Linked DNA regions of Sus scrofa: region 2 is linked to region 1. The links are chromatin contacts, called in public HiChIP or PLAC-seq maps. All regions are on one chromosome and are shown on one strand. Each heading gives the region's core, a stretch centred on a gene start, on an enhancer-like site or on the middle of the called end of the contact. The rest is flanking DNA. Distances are from core to core; before and after follow the strand shown.

What was found. HiChIP or PLAC-seq counts read pairs in DNA pulled down with a chosen protein or histone mark.
Region 2: an H3K27ac HiChIP or PLAC-seq map of alveolar macrophages shows a contact between it and region 1. The contact joins two enhancer-like sites. A contact is called at or near these places in 1 of 5 promoter capture datasets (fetal liver) and 1 of 2 datasets of contacts at active chromatin or transcription factors (alveolar macrophages).

The regions. Positions count from the first base shown.
Region 1 is chr13:31,579,792-31,586,246 of Sscrofa11.1, reverse strand. The region is part of intron 3 of ARIH2 (E3 ubiquitin-protein ligase ARIH2); the gene reads right to left. Among named protein-coding and RNA genes, the nearest start is that of ARIH2OS, 12 kb to the right of the region's middle. Within about 2 kb of position 2,471, at least 5 of the 83 cell types and tissues checked have an H3K27ac peak or open chromatin away from gene starts, as enhancers often do. A contact at or near this core is called in alveolar macrophages, where this site is marked.
Region 2 is chr13:32,009,929-32,016,454 of Sscrofa11.1, reverse strand. No RefSeq gene overlaps it. Among named protein-coding and RNA genes, the nearest start is that of NICN1, 5.9 kb to the right of the region's middle. Within about 2 kb of position 2,219, at least 8 of the 83 cell types and tissues checked have an H3K27ac peak or open chromatin away from gene starts, as enhancers often do. A contact at or near this core is called in alveolar macrophages, where this site is marked.

The DNA of each region.
Region 1 (6,455 bases), core at 1,222-3,721:
AAAGGGCCCTATTTCTCCCCAGTTACCCTATTTCCTTTTTCCTTTTTTTTGGTCAGCTGCGCCCAAGGTATGTGGACATTCCCAGACCAGAGATTGAACGAGAGCCAAAGCAGCAACTCAAGCCACAGCAGCAACCCAAGCCACAGAAGTGACAAGGCCAGGTCCTTAATCCACTGTGCCACAAGAGAACAGCATCCTATTTCTTAAAAATAAGTAGACTATTTTGCCCAAAGACCAAGTAGGGGCAGGTTCTACATAGAGACCTTTAATTAATCCCTCCATTTGCAGCACACTTATCTTTTCTAGTCTCTGTCAGTTCAAAGACATGTTGGACAAACTGGCTCCCATGTGCAATGATGTCCCATATGCCCCCCGCGCAGACACATGTTCTATTTGTAATATGTATATCCCTTTACTTTCATTTTCCTGGTATTTAAAACTGGAGAAGCATCTCCATATTTATCTCATGGCCTTTGATAATCTCTCCCTTCCTTCCCCAGCTCTCTAGGCAACCATTAATTTACTTTTCTTTACAATAGATAAGTTTGCATTTTCTAGTATTTTATACGCTTGCAATAATAAATTTATTTTTTCCGAGTTCCTTCTTGCAGGATACTTATTTTGAGATTTACCAATGATATTTATATAATCAGTCCACTCTTTTTATAATGATGAGAGTATGCTGCTACAGATATGCCACTATTTGTTCAATCATCTGTTTGTGGATATTTGGGTTGTGTCCAGTTTTTGGCTATTACAAGTAAAACTCTTACAGACATGTGAATACCAAAACAATAACAAACGAAGAAGGAACAAACATATGTGAGGGCAGACAACTATCCTGAAGCAGGGATTTGACGTTTTCTACTACAGTATTGTAAAATAAAAAACTTTTAAAACATTCACATTATAACTGCAGATACTATTAGTCATTCTCAAAGCCACTCATTATCAACATGGACATAAGAACCCACTTTTACCTTGATAATAAAATATGAAGTTATATTTAGACATCAAAAAATTATAGGAAACTTATCCAATTTGTGAATATTGGTGGGCAATTTACATCCTACTCTCATTCTAGTTACAAAACCAGTACACTCTGAATGTTGGACATTTCAGCAGCCAAAGAAAGGATGTACTCCTCTCTCATTTCCAAAACCTGAATCATTTCACAATTTTTCTGTATTTCCACATGAATATAATGTAAAACACCTCATCTCACCCCTGAAGATTCTGTTTTATTACGCCTGCATGAAGTTTGGAACTCTATATAAGAACTGTCAACTAATTTTGATATGGACACCAAGCTGGGAACCACCACCTGTATATACCCTCTCTACTCAAAAGTCATCTGGCTTCACAGAAGCCCTTTGACAAGCATGTCTTCTATTTACAAATGCAAACATACAGAAGTAGAGCTTTGGGGTTAGATTCTCAATTTTTGCAATCACTGGCCTGGGCTGAAACAGCTCAATACTCAGTAAGCAACACTTACAAAGAACAAAACATAACCAGGCATTTTTGCTAGGTGCTGTTATACAAAGAAAAAAAAAATGGACCTCTATTTCAAAGAGTTCAATCTCTGGCTTACAAATAACTAATTTCCAAACAACCTAAGTACATACCAAGAAACATGCACAAAGTGGTACAGAGGCAAGAGTGTCCAACTCTGCCTTGGGATCTGGGAGGGCTTCAGAGGAGAAGGGTGTCGAGAAAACCCTCAGTTTCCGGCTTGGTAAATGGTGGTATCACCAATGCAGACAGAGAATCCAGAGAATGAAGTCTGGGCATTGGAATACTTCTTATAAAAGGCGGCAAGGCTATCAACAGACTGGAAAATGATGGTAAGAGCACTGAAGAGATCAGTAAAAATCTAAAACAAGGGATAAAGGAAATGAGAGTGGGTAGAATATGTATTGGGCAGGAAAGAAATTGCTAGTGAAAGTGAGAAAGATTCCTGGAGTTCCTGTCATGGCTCAGGGGTTAGTGAACCCAACTAGCATCCTTGAGGACTAGGGTGCGACCCCTGGCCTCGCTCAGTGGGTTAGGGATCCGGCATTGCCGTTAGCTGTGGTGTAGGTTGCAGACGCGGCTCAGAGCCTGTGTTGCTGTGGCTGTGGCATACGTAGGCCGGAGGCTACCGCTCAGATGGGACTCCTAGCCTGGGAACCTCCAAATGCTGAGGGTGTGGCCCTAAAAAGACCAAAAGGAAAAAAAAGAGAGAGAGAGAGAGAGAAAAACAAACATTCCCACACAGAGACCACTCTTTGTTCATGACTATAAGAACATCTCTGTTCTCCTGTTAAAATCTCCCATACAAACCTCTTCTTCTTGCCTATATTTTCCCCTGTTTATGGTTGATAACTTGTGATTATCATGGTAAAACCATTTCATGTTTATAAAGGGTTGTGATAGTTTAAAGAAAAAGGAACACAACATAAGCTTCAAATTCCGACAATTCATGTCAGCTTAAGTAATTAAGCCACAGGCAGACCACATTTCAGGATGAGCAAGCTAAGAAGCTTCCTGCTGTCTCTATCCATATCTTTCTCAAATCTGTCCTACAATTATTTCCTCTTTTGGGTATAGAAATCTAATCCTTTAAATTTTTGAGTAGTAGGATAAAGACAAAGCTAATTTTAAAAAAAATGAGAGGGGGACAATATTTGGACAGAGCAAAAGTTAAAGTAAGGAGGTACTTCAATAACATGGACCCCAAAATCAACTAAGCACCTCATTAAGGAGTGCTGTCAATGCAGATAGAAGACCAAACACTGCAGTTAACCAGAAATGTAGGAACAGACTATATTCCCTTATAACCTTTTCCTGGTCCCAATACAAAATTCAATTTGTGTTATTTTTATTTCTCTTATTAGTAGGTCCCAGGAGAAGAACACCAGAGGCTCTGGATGAAGGCAAAAGAATCCAAAGTACATGACCCAACTACCACATGCACACTCAGAGGCATCAGTTAGTAATATACCTCCCAGAACCTTCTGCAATGTGGCTATTACTCTCTGACTCAAAACAAACAATCCTAATGGATGTGTGCACGTGTATAGCTGAATCACTGTTGTACAGCAGAAATTATCACAACATTGTAAATCAACTATATTTCAACAAAACTTTAAAAAATGAAAAACACAAAATCCTGAGAATGTGTTTTAAGGAACCACAGCAAACATGTGAAAGCAGCACTCTCATTACTCAACTCTTGCCCTGCTTCCATCATGACCATGTCTGAACACTCTTGTGACAAACACTTTACATGCCTTACCTCATTTAACACTGTGAATAAGGTTATAATCATTATTTTATTTTATTTGTCTTTTTGTCTTTTTAGGGCTGCACCTGCGGCATACGGAGGTTACCAGGCTAGGGGTCCAATCGGAGCTGTAGCTGCCGGCCTACACCACAACCACAGCAATGCAGGATCCAAGCTGTATCTGTGACCTACACCACAGCTCATGACAATGACAGATCCTTAATCCACTGATCGAGGCCAGGGATCAAACCCGCAACCCCATGGTTCCTAGTCGGACCGTTAACCACTGAGCCAGGACAGGAACTCCATAATCACTATTTTACAGATGAGGAAAATAATTTTAGAGATGTTGAGAAACTACCCATGGTCATATTATATTAAATAGCAGAAAAGGAACTGGAATCTAGTTAATCTGACTACTAGTCCAGGCTCAACAGACATAAAGGCCACATCCATCAAAATGTTCAAAATATAACCAGTCTCCAAACAACTGTAACACATAAATACTCACCTAAATGCTCAATGGGGAATGCTTGAGCAAGTCACAGTTCAAGAACAAGATGGTGTACTATACATAAAATAATTTATGATGAAGTAGAAACAAATGGAAATGATTGAAATACATATGAAAAAAACCAGTATAAATACATATACACGATTACTAGAAAGTACTGCTGCCCAAGGCATAGATTTTCGATTATTTTGTTCATAGCTATATTTCCAGTGCCTGGCACATAGCAGGTACTCAATAAATACTAGTTGAATGAATGAATGAATTGCAGCAGAGTAACATTATCTATGAATATGGGCAAAACCTGAAGGATAGCAGGAAGAAAACTTTTATTTTAGGTTAATGGAATTATGAATGATACTCTTTCTTTAACTGTAGTAACATGACAACAATGAAAATTTAAATATAAATATGTTCAGGATTAGGACAGAATGGTAAATTTACATGGTTCTCAAGGTAGTGTGAGAGCACAACAAAAGACTAGAATAAAAGTCTGCTTTGCATCTGAAGAGCTTATTTTCTAGAAGGCAGTGAGCATGCTGTATGTGGTGCCAGGCACACAGTGAGCACACAAAGTCAATGATAACAATAGCATTTCTAAGCTGGCAAGACAGGGGTAACTCCGGCACTAGCTGTACTTAGAGCAATTCGCAATGTCTTCCCGGATATTTCTCACCTCATTTTTAAAAATAAAATTTATAATGCCAGTAAAACATACATCAGACTTCCAGACTAAAGTATGGTGAAGTATATCAATACATCCACTAAAAACCAACTATTAGAAACAAAGGAATTTAATCTCTATTCTACTGAATACAGGCATGCAAAGAAACCTGACATCAGGTCATAAAAATAGAAATCAGATGGCTACTCAGCATACAAACATTTAGTGTTACTAGGCCCAGCTTAAAGATAGTTTCCCATGAATAGAGCACAACCATTATGGAATTCCCTGGTGGCTCAGCAGGTTAAGGATGGCATTATCACTGCTGTGGCTAGAGTTCGATCCTGACCAGGGAACCTCCACATGCCACAAAAGACAAAATAAAAGAGAGAGAAGAAGAAAAAAGAAAAACCAAACAACCATTACTTGGTTACTTAATGAACATATAAGTACAACAATCTTAAAATTCAGCTATCCCAGGATACCAGAAAGTTGATTTAATAAATAAGTCTTTTCCAAAAATCTAGTCACTTGAGAGAAAGGCTAAATATAAGGTATTTTTTGGTTAAGGATATTAACTGTTCATGTTACAAATGACAAATGTATAGAAACCACATTGTTTTGATCAAGGGACTACGAAGACTTCTGCACTTGGAGTCAGAAGTCCTGAAAATTCATGATTCATCCACAAAAGGGAAAAATTATCTCCAAAAGAATGTGAGATATTTTCCAGCCACATTTTGCTGAATGGCAAGCACTAGATCTTAAACAATTTCAAGCAAGATGGTGGCAGAATTGACTGTTCTGGGGAACATTTTCCCAGCTCTAACACAGTTAATACAGCAATTCATAAAACAAGAACTGTAGTAAAAAAAAAAAAAAAAAACCACTCAGAAGAACCAGTTTATTTCTCTAACCTTACCTGAGGAGAACCAGGCTTGAGAAAGGGAGCAGCACAGTTCAGCACTGAAGTTTAAAAAAATCTTTTTTTTTTTTTTTGTCTTTGTCTTTTTAGGGCCACACCCGCAGCATATGGAGGTTCACAGGTTAGGGGTCTAATGAGAGCTGTAGCCACCAGCCTACGCCAGAGCCATAGCAACTCAGGATCCAAGCCATGTCGTGGATGCTAGTTGGGTTCATTAACTGCTGAGCCACGACAGGAACTCCTAAAAAATCTATTTCTTTCTTCTAACAGTAAAGATACCTTAGGCTACATTCATGATCTTCTACATTTTATTCCTTTTTACCTATACATCTGAGCTTCACACTCCAGCCCAGACAGATAACTTTCCCATCCCCATGCTTCACTGACCCACAGACTTATTGCCTGCACTGCTGGCCACACCCCATCTTGAAGCTTCTCCTATCACCCCATCTTGAAGCTTCTCCTATCAACACAAGATTCAAACAAGCTCACTGTAACTCCATGGACTAGACTGAGCTCAAAATGTGGCAACCTGAGCTGCTGCAATGACAATGATGGATCCTTAACCAGCTGTATCATAAGGGAACTCCACAATGACTCTGTTTAGTCATTATTTAAACACCAGCAGTTTCCCCTCATATTAGATAAGCATTTTCCCTATTATCTATTCTCAGCCCTTGATTAATTTTCCTGGGTACTTCCTTTCTCAATTAATAATCTTAATTTACGGAAGTCCTGTTATAGCTTAGCAGATTATGAACCCAACTAGTATTTGTGGGGATGCAGGTTCGATCCCTGGCCTTGCCCAGTGGGTTAAGGACCCAACTTTGCCATGAGCTCTGGTGTAGATCACAGACATGGTGGCTTGAATCTCACATTGCTTACAACTGTGGTAAAGGCCAGCAGCTGCAGCTCCAATATGATCCCTAGCCTGAGAACTTCCATATGCCACAGATGCAGCCCTGGGGTAAAAAAAAAAAAAAAAAAAGGAAAAAATAGTAATAATTTTACTTATGAACTGGTCCCAGAATATATACAGGAAGTTACCCTCTGACACCCAGAACCCTCACTAAACCAAAAGCCTAGT
Region 2 (6,526 bases), core at 970-3,469, 430 kb before region 1:
GTAAGCTGTGGTGTTGGTTGCGGAGACCAGCTCAGCAGGATGAGGCTGAAGAACAGGTGCTGTGGAACTTAAGGAAAAAAAGTTAACATAAAACAAGACACAGAGACATTTATCTTAAGTAAAGGTGGGAACCGAGGGACTCAAGGTCTCAGGGGCCAAGAGCCCTGCCTCAAGAAACCATACTGCTTTTATTGTGCTCTTTAGATGAGATCAAGTGAGGAGTGGCTATAGGTGGATAATACAGGGTTTGTTTACTATTATATAAGTTCTTTTACTATTTAAAAAGCCACTTAGGTGGTAAAAGGCTAAGCTCTTACTCTGACCTCTAGGCACATAACAGTTCTTAAGCTTAAGTCACTTATGCCTTTAGATCTATGTTCTTAAGCTTAAATCATTTACCAGCACTGTGACAGTTTTTCCAAGCAGGAAGATGGGATCAAGTAAGACAAGAAGATGGGATAAAGTAAAGAAGAACTAGATGGAGTTTTCAAAGAAACATGTCTTACATACCGTAGCTTGGATCTGGTGTTGCTGTGGCTGTGGCATGGGCTGGCAACTACAGCTCTGATTTGACACCTAGCCTGGGAATTTCCATATGCCATGGGTGCAGCCCTAAAAAAACAAAAAAAGAAGAAAAAGAAAGAAAAAGAAATTGAATCCCTCTTATACCATTCAGGGCTTTTGGTAAGCTGCCTAGTGTGGCCAACTCTAGGTGGAGCCTGGCCTTGTTAGTCACTTTTTTTTCTTTGGCTGTGCCTGCAGCATATAGAAGTTCCCAGGGCAAGGAACAAAATTTTGCCACAGCATCCTGCTGTGTAGCACTGGGAACTATGTCTGGTCACTTATGATGGAGCATAATAATGTGAGAAAAAAGAATGTATACATGTATGTGTAACTGGGTCACCATGCTGTACAGTAGAAAATTGACAGAACACTGTAAACCAGCTATAATGGAAAAAATAAAAATCATTATATATATAAAGAATTTTTTTTTTGCCACAGCAGAAACCAGAGCAGTGACAACGCTAGATCCTTAACTGCTGAGCTACTAGCAAACTCCATTTTTTGCCACTTCCTGCCGCCAACCAGCAACTGTGGACCCATCTTCAGGGTAGGAGATGAGAAAAGAACTAGGACCCAGGAGGCTTTTAACCAAGGGCCTAGCAGAATCCTGGCAAGAGTATGATGATGTATTCCTTGAAGTTCCCACTGTGGCACAGTGGGTTAAGAATCAGACGGCAGGGAGTACCTGTTGTGGCTCAGCAGTAATGAACCCAGCTAGTATCCATGAGAATGCAGGTTTGAACCCTGGCCCCGCTCAGTGGGTTAAGGATCAGGCATTGCTGTGAGCTGTCAATTAACATAGCCCGGAAGCTTCCACATGCTGCACCTGCAGCCCTAAAAAGACAGGGAAAAAAAAAATAAGAATTCAGGTGTAAACCATGGAAGAGGGAGCCTAGCATGGTTTCCTTGTTTTTGATTGTTAATGGAATTCTTTTTGTTGTTGTTGTTGTTTTTTTTTTTTGCTTTTTTTTTTTTTTTTTAGTGTCACCCACAGCGCATGGAGGTTCCCAGACTAGGGATTGAATCGGAGCTATAGCCGCTAGCCTGCACCACAGCACAGCAACGCAGGATCTGAGCGGCATCTGCAACCTACACCATAGCTCAGGGCAACACCGGATCCTAACCCACTGAGCAAGGCCAGGGATTGAACCCACTGCCTCATGGTTCCTAGTCAAATTCGTTTCTACTGGGCCACAATGAGAACTCCTGGAATTCTTGATATGATAGTTGCCTTAGTGATACTAGGAGCTAAGATCTAGGAAAGATTTTTGGAAAGTTGAAGGTCCAAGACCCAGGTAAGGAATACCATTCCAGGCATCCAGAGCCCTTCTGCCTATGCCCCCTCCTTCAGCCTTCCATCAAGGAGCCTGATCCTCTTGAGTGAGTGACTCTCTGTTTTCCAGCAGGTGGTGCTGCTGTCCAAACTATGTCTGAGGGTTGCCTGCCAGGAGATGTTTGTTCTCCGAGGGTTGGGACCTACCCTAGGGAAGTGTTCCAGGGGCGGCAAAGCCATTCCATTCACTTACAAATTCAAAAACCACTAATTGAATATATAATGAAATGCGTACCAGGCACTGTTCTAGGTGCTGGGGATTTAACCAGGAACCAGACACACCAAGCTCTTCTTCAGGGTTTATATTTTGGAGCTCTGCTACCACATACAGAAGCCACTAGTAATTCCTGTCATGGCTCAGTGGTTAAGGAACCCAAATAGTATCCACGAGGACACGGGTTTGATCCCTGGCCTTGCTCTGCCGGCTAAGGATCTGGAGTTGCCATGAGCTGTGGTTTAGGTCGCAGGCATGGCTTGGATCCCCAGTTGCTGTGGTTGGATCCCCAGTCGCTGGCAACTACAACTCCCATTCGACCCCTAGCCTGGGAACCTTCCTATGCTGCAGGTTCGGCCCTAAAAAGACAAAAAGAAAACAAAACAAAAAATGGAAGCCACTAGACACACAATACTATTTAGCTCTTGAAATGTGGCTAGTCTGAATTGAGAAGTGCTATAAATGTAAAATATATACCTGATGTCAAAGATTTGGTAGACAATAATGTAAACTATCTAACATTTAAAATATTGGTTTTAGGAGTTCCCATCGTGGTGCAGCGGAAACGAATCTGACTAGAAACCATGAGGTTGCAGGTTCGATCCCTGGCCTTGCTCAGTAGGTTAGGGATCCAGTGTTGCAGTGGCCTGTGGTGTAGGTCAAGGACGAGGCTCGGATTTGGCGTTGCTGTGGCTCTGGCTACAGCTCGGATTTGACCCCTAGCCTGGGAACCTCCATATGCATCGGGCACGGCCCTAAAAAGATAAAAAATAAAATAAAATAAAATATTGGTTTTATATTGAAATGATATTTCATATATTTTGGGTTAAATAGAATGTTTTATTAAAAATAATTTTTGGGGGGGTGCTGCATCTGTGGTATGTGGAAGTTCTCAGGGTCAAATCAGATCGTCAGCTGCTGACCTATGCCACAGCCACAGCAACTCAAAGTCTGAATACTAGTCGGGATCATTACCACTGAGCCACAATGGGAACTCCTTTTTTTTTTTTTTTTAATTGACCTAGTTGTTTTACAATGTGTTAATTTCTGCTCTACAGCAAAGTGATTCCATTGCACTATATACTTTTTCATATTATTTTCATTAATCACAGAATATTGAATAGTTCCCTGTGCTATGCAGTAGAACCTTGTTGTTGACATATGAACTCTTTTTTTTTTTTTTGTCTTTTTGTCTTTTCTAGGGCCACTCCCGTGGCACATGAAGGTTCCCAGGCTAGGGGTCCAATCGGAGCTATAGCTGCTGGCCTACGCCACAGCCACAGCAAGAGCAACGCCAAATTCGAGCCGCGTCCTTGACCTACACCACAGCTCACGGCAATGCGGGATCCTTAACCCACTGAGCAAAGGCCAGGGATCAAACCCGCAACCTCGTGGTTCCTAGTCGGATTTGTTAACCACTGTGCCACAAGGGAACGCCCGACATATCAACTCTTGAAATTGGTTGCCTGAAAGAGTTGAAACTGAATGGGGCCCTGTGGGGAATCCTGTGCACAAAAGCCTTTCTGTGTCCCCCATTTCTTTCTTTTTTTTTTTGTCTTTTTGCTATTTCTTTGGGCCGCTCTTGTGGCATATGGAAGTTCCCAGGCTAGGGGTCGGATCGAAGCTGTAGCCACCAGCCTACGCCAGAGCCACAGCAACTCGGGATCCGAGCCGCGTCTGCAGCCTACACCACAGCTCACGGTAACTCCGGATTGTTAACCCACTGAGCAAGGGCAGGGACCGAACCCGCAACCTCATGGTTCCTAGTCGGATTCGTTAACCACTGCGCCACGACGGGAACTCCCCCCATTTCTTGTTTTTAGGAAATGGGCCTCATTCAGCCTCCATGGCCTTCCCTGACTTCCAAAGGGTAGGTTCAGACAGTTGCTGATCAGGGAAAGGAGAAGATGAAAAAAAGAGAAAAGAAGAAACTATAGTGCAGCCTTGGGGCAGGGTCCTGGTTCCCTCTCAAGGCATACACATAATAATGTAGGCATCTTATACACCTAAGAGAAAGGTTATATTTCTCATGCTTCTTTCAAAAATGTATAGCTGGAGTTCCCGTCATGGCTCAGTGGTTAACGAATCCGACTAGGAACCATAAGGTTGCAGGTTTGATCCCTGGCCTTGCTCAGTGGTTTAAGAATCCAGCATTGCTGTGAGCTGTGGTGTAGGTTGCAGACATGGCTCAGATCTGGCGTGGCTGTGGCTCTGGTGTAGGCTGGTGGCTACAGCTCCGATTGGACCCGTAGCCTGGGAACCTCCATATGCCGCAGGTGAGGCCCTAGAAAAAGACAGAAAGACAAAAAAATAAAAAATAAAAATAAAAATGAATAGCTTAAAAATGAATCATCTAAAACTGAAAAGCTTAGAGCCCTTCCTTGTGCATCTCTGCAGCTTGACTGAACCTTAAGCACAATCACCTGTAAATTAAAGATTATGCACCCTGAGCACAACTCCCTGTTCCATCCTTGGCCTGGGAACTGGTATGGCCAAAAAATAATTTTTTGTTTGTTTTGTTTTTTGTTTTTTAAAACCGAACCTGGACATACGGAAGTTCCCAGGCTAGAGGTCAAATCAGAGCTGTAGCTGCCAGCCTACACCACAGCCACAGCAACACAGGATCTGAACTGTGTCTGCAACCTATCCCAAGAAATGGGAGTTCCCATTGTGGCTCAGCAGTACCAAACCTGATTAGGATCCATGAGGACCCAGGTTCGATCTCTGGCCTTGCTTAGTGGGTTAAAGACCTGGTGGTGCCGTGAGCTGGGGTGTAGGTCACAGATTTGTCTTGGATCTGGCGTCGCTGTTGCTGTGGCATAGGTTGGCAGCTGTAGCTCCAATTCAACTCCTAGTCTGGGAACTTCCAAACGCCGTGGGTGTGGCCCTAAAAAAGCAAAGTTCCTGCCGTATGAAGATTTTGGTTTATTTTACATTGTCTTTATTCCTTTTGGTTTTTTTTTTTTTTTGGTCTTTTTGCCATTTCTTGGGCCACTACTGTGGCATATGGAGGTTCCCAGGCTAGGCGTCTAATCGGAGCTGTAGCCACTGGCCTACACCACAGCCACAGCAATGCAGTATCCAAGCCACGTCTGCGATCTACACCACAGCTCCCGGCAACGCTGGATCCTTAACACACTGAGCGAGGCCAGGGATTGAACTCGCAACCTCATGGTTCCTAGTCGGATTCGTTAACCATTGTGCCATGACGGGAACTCCGGCTTGCATTATATTTCTACCGGACAGTGCTGTTCTAGAGGGTAATCAGACAACACATAAACAAATATGCAATATGATGTTTGGTGAGGAGATATTAGAGCTGAGAAGTGATTGAAATGAGAGAGTGAACAAACAGGTGGAAATAAACCTGTGAGCCTGGGACAATGTGGAGGCCCATGTGACCAGAGCAGGTGAGTGAGGAGTATTTAGGGATGAGTTAGGAGAAGAGGGCCAGAGATGCAGTTTAAATAAAAACATTATCACTGGAGGAGTTCCCATCATGGCACAGTGGAAACGAATCTGACTAGGAACCATGAGGTTGCTGGTTTGATTCCCGGCCTCGATCAGTGGGTTAAGGATCCGGCATTGCTGTGGCTGTGGTGTAGGCCAGCAGCTGTAGCTCCAATTGGAGCCCTAGCCTGGGAACTTCCATATGCCACGGGTGCAGCCCTAAAAAGCAAAAATATAAAATAAAATTCTCTTTAAAAAATAAAAAAAAGAAAAAAGAAAAAAAATGCACACATTTATTTATCTTTTTACCGTCTCACCCTTGCATACAGAAGTTCCCTGGTCAAGGATTGAATCAGAGTCGCAGCTGCCAGATTTTTTGTGTACCTGGCTGAAGATCAAATCCACACCTCTGCAGCAACCTGAGCTCCTGCAGTTGGATTTTTTTTTTCCTTTTTAGGGCCACACCCGCGACATATGGAAGTTTCCAGGCCAGGGGTTGAATCGGAACTACAGCTGACAGCCTATACCACAACCATAGCAACATGAGATCTGAGCCACATCTGTGACCTATGCCACAGCTGTGGTAACACTGGATCCTTAACCCATTGAGCCAGGCCAGGGATCAAACCCACATCCTCGTGAATACTAGCTGGGTTTGTAACCTGTTGAACCACAACAGGAACTCCTGCAGTTGGATTCTTAACCCACTACACCACAGTAGGAACTCCAAAAATACACAAATCTTAAACATTCCGTTTAAAAATTTTCACAAATGTCTACACAAATATAACTACTACTTCAATCAGGTAATTGAAATCTTCCACCACCCCAAAATATTCCCCTTATTTCTTGACAGTCAATCCTTACCCTTTACTCTTTTCCCCAGGGAAAACTGTTGTAATTTATATTACTTATAGATTAGTTTTGACTTTTCTAGAATTTCATGTAAGTGGAAGCATACCATA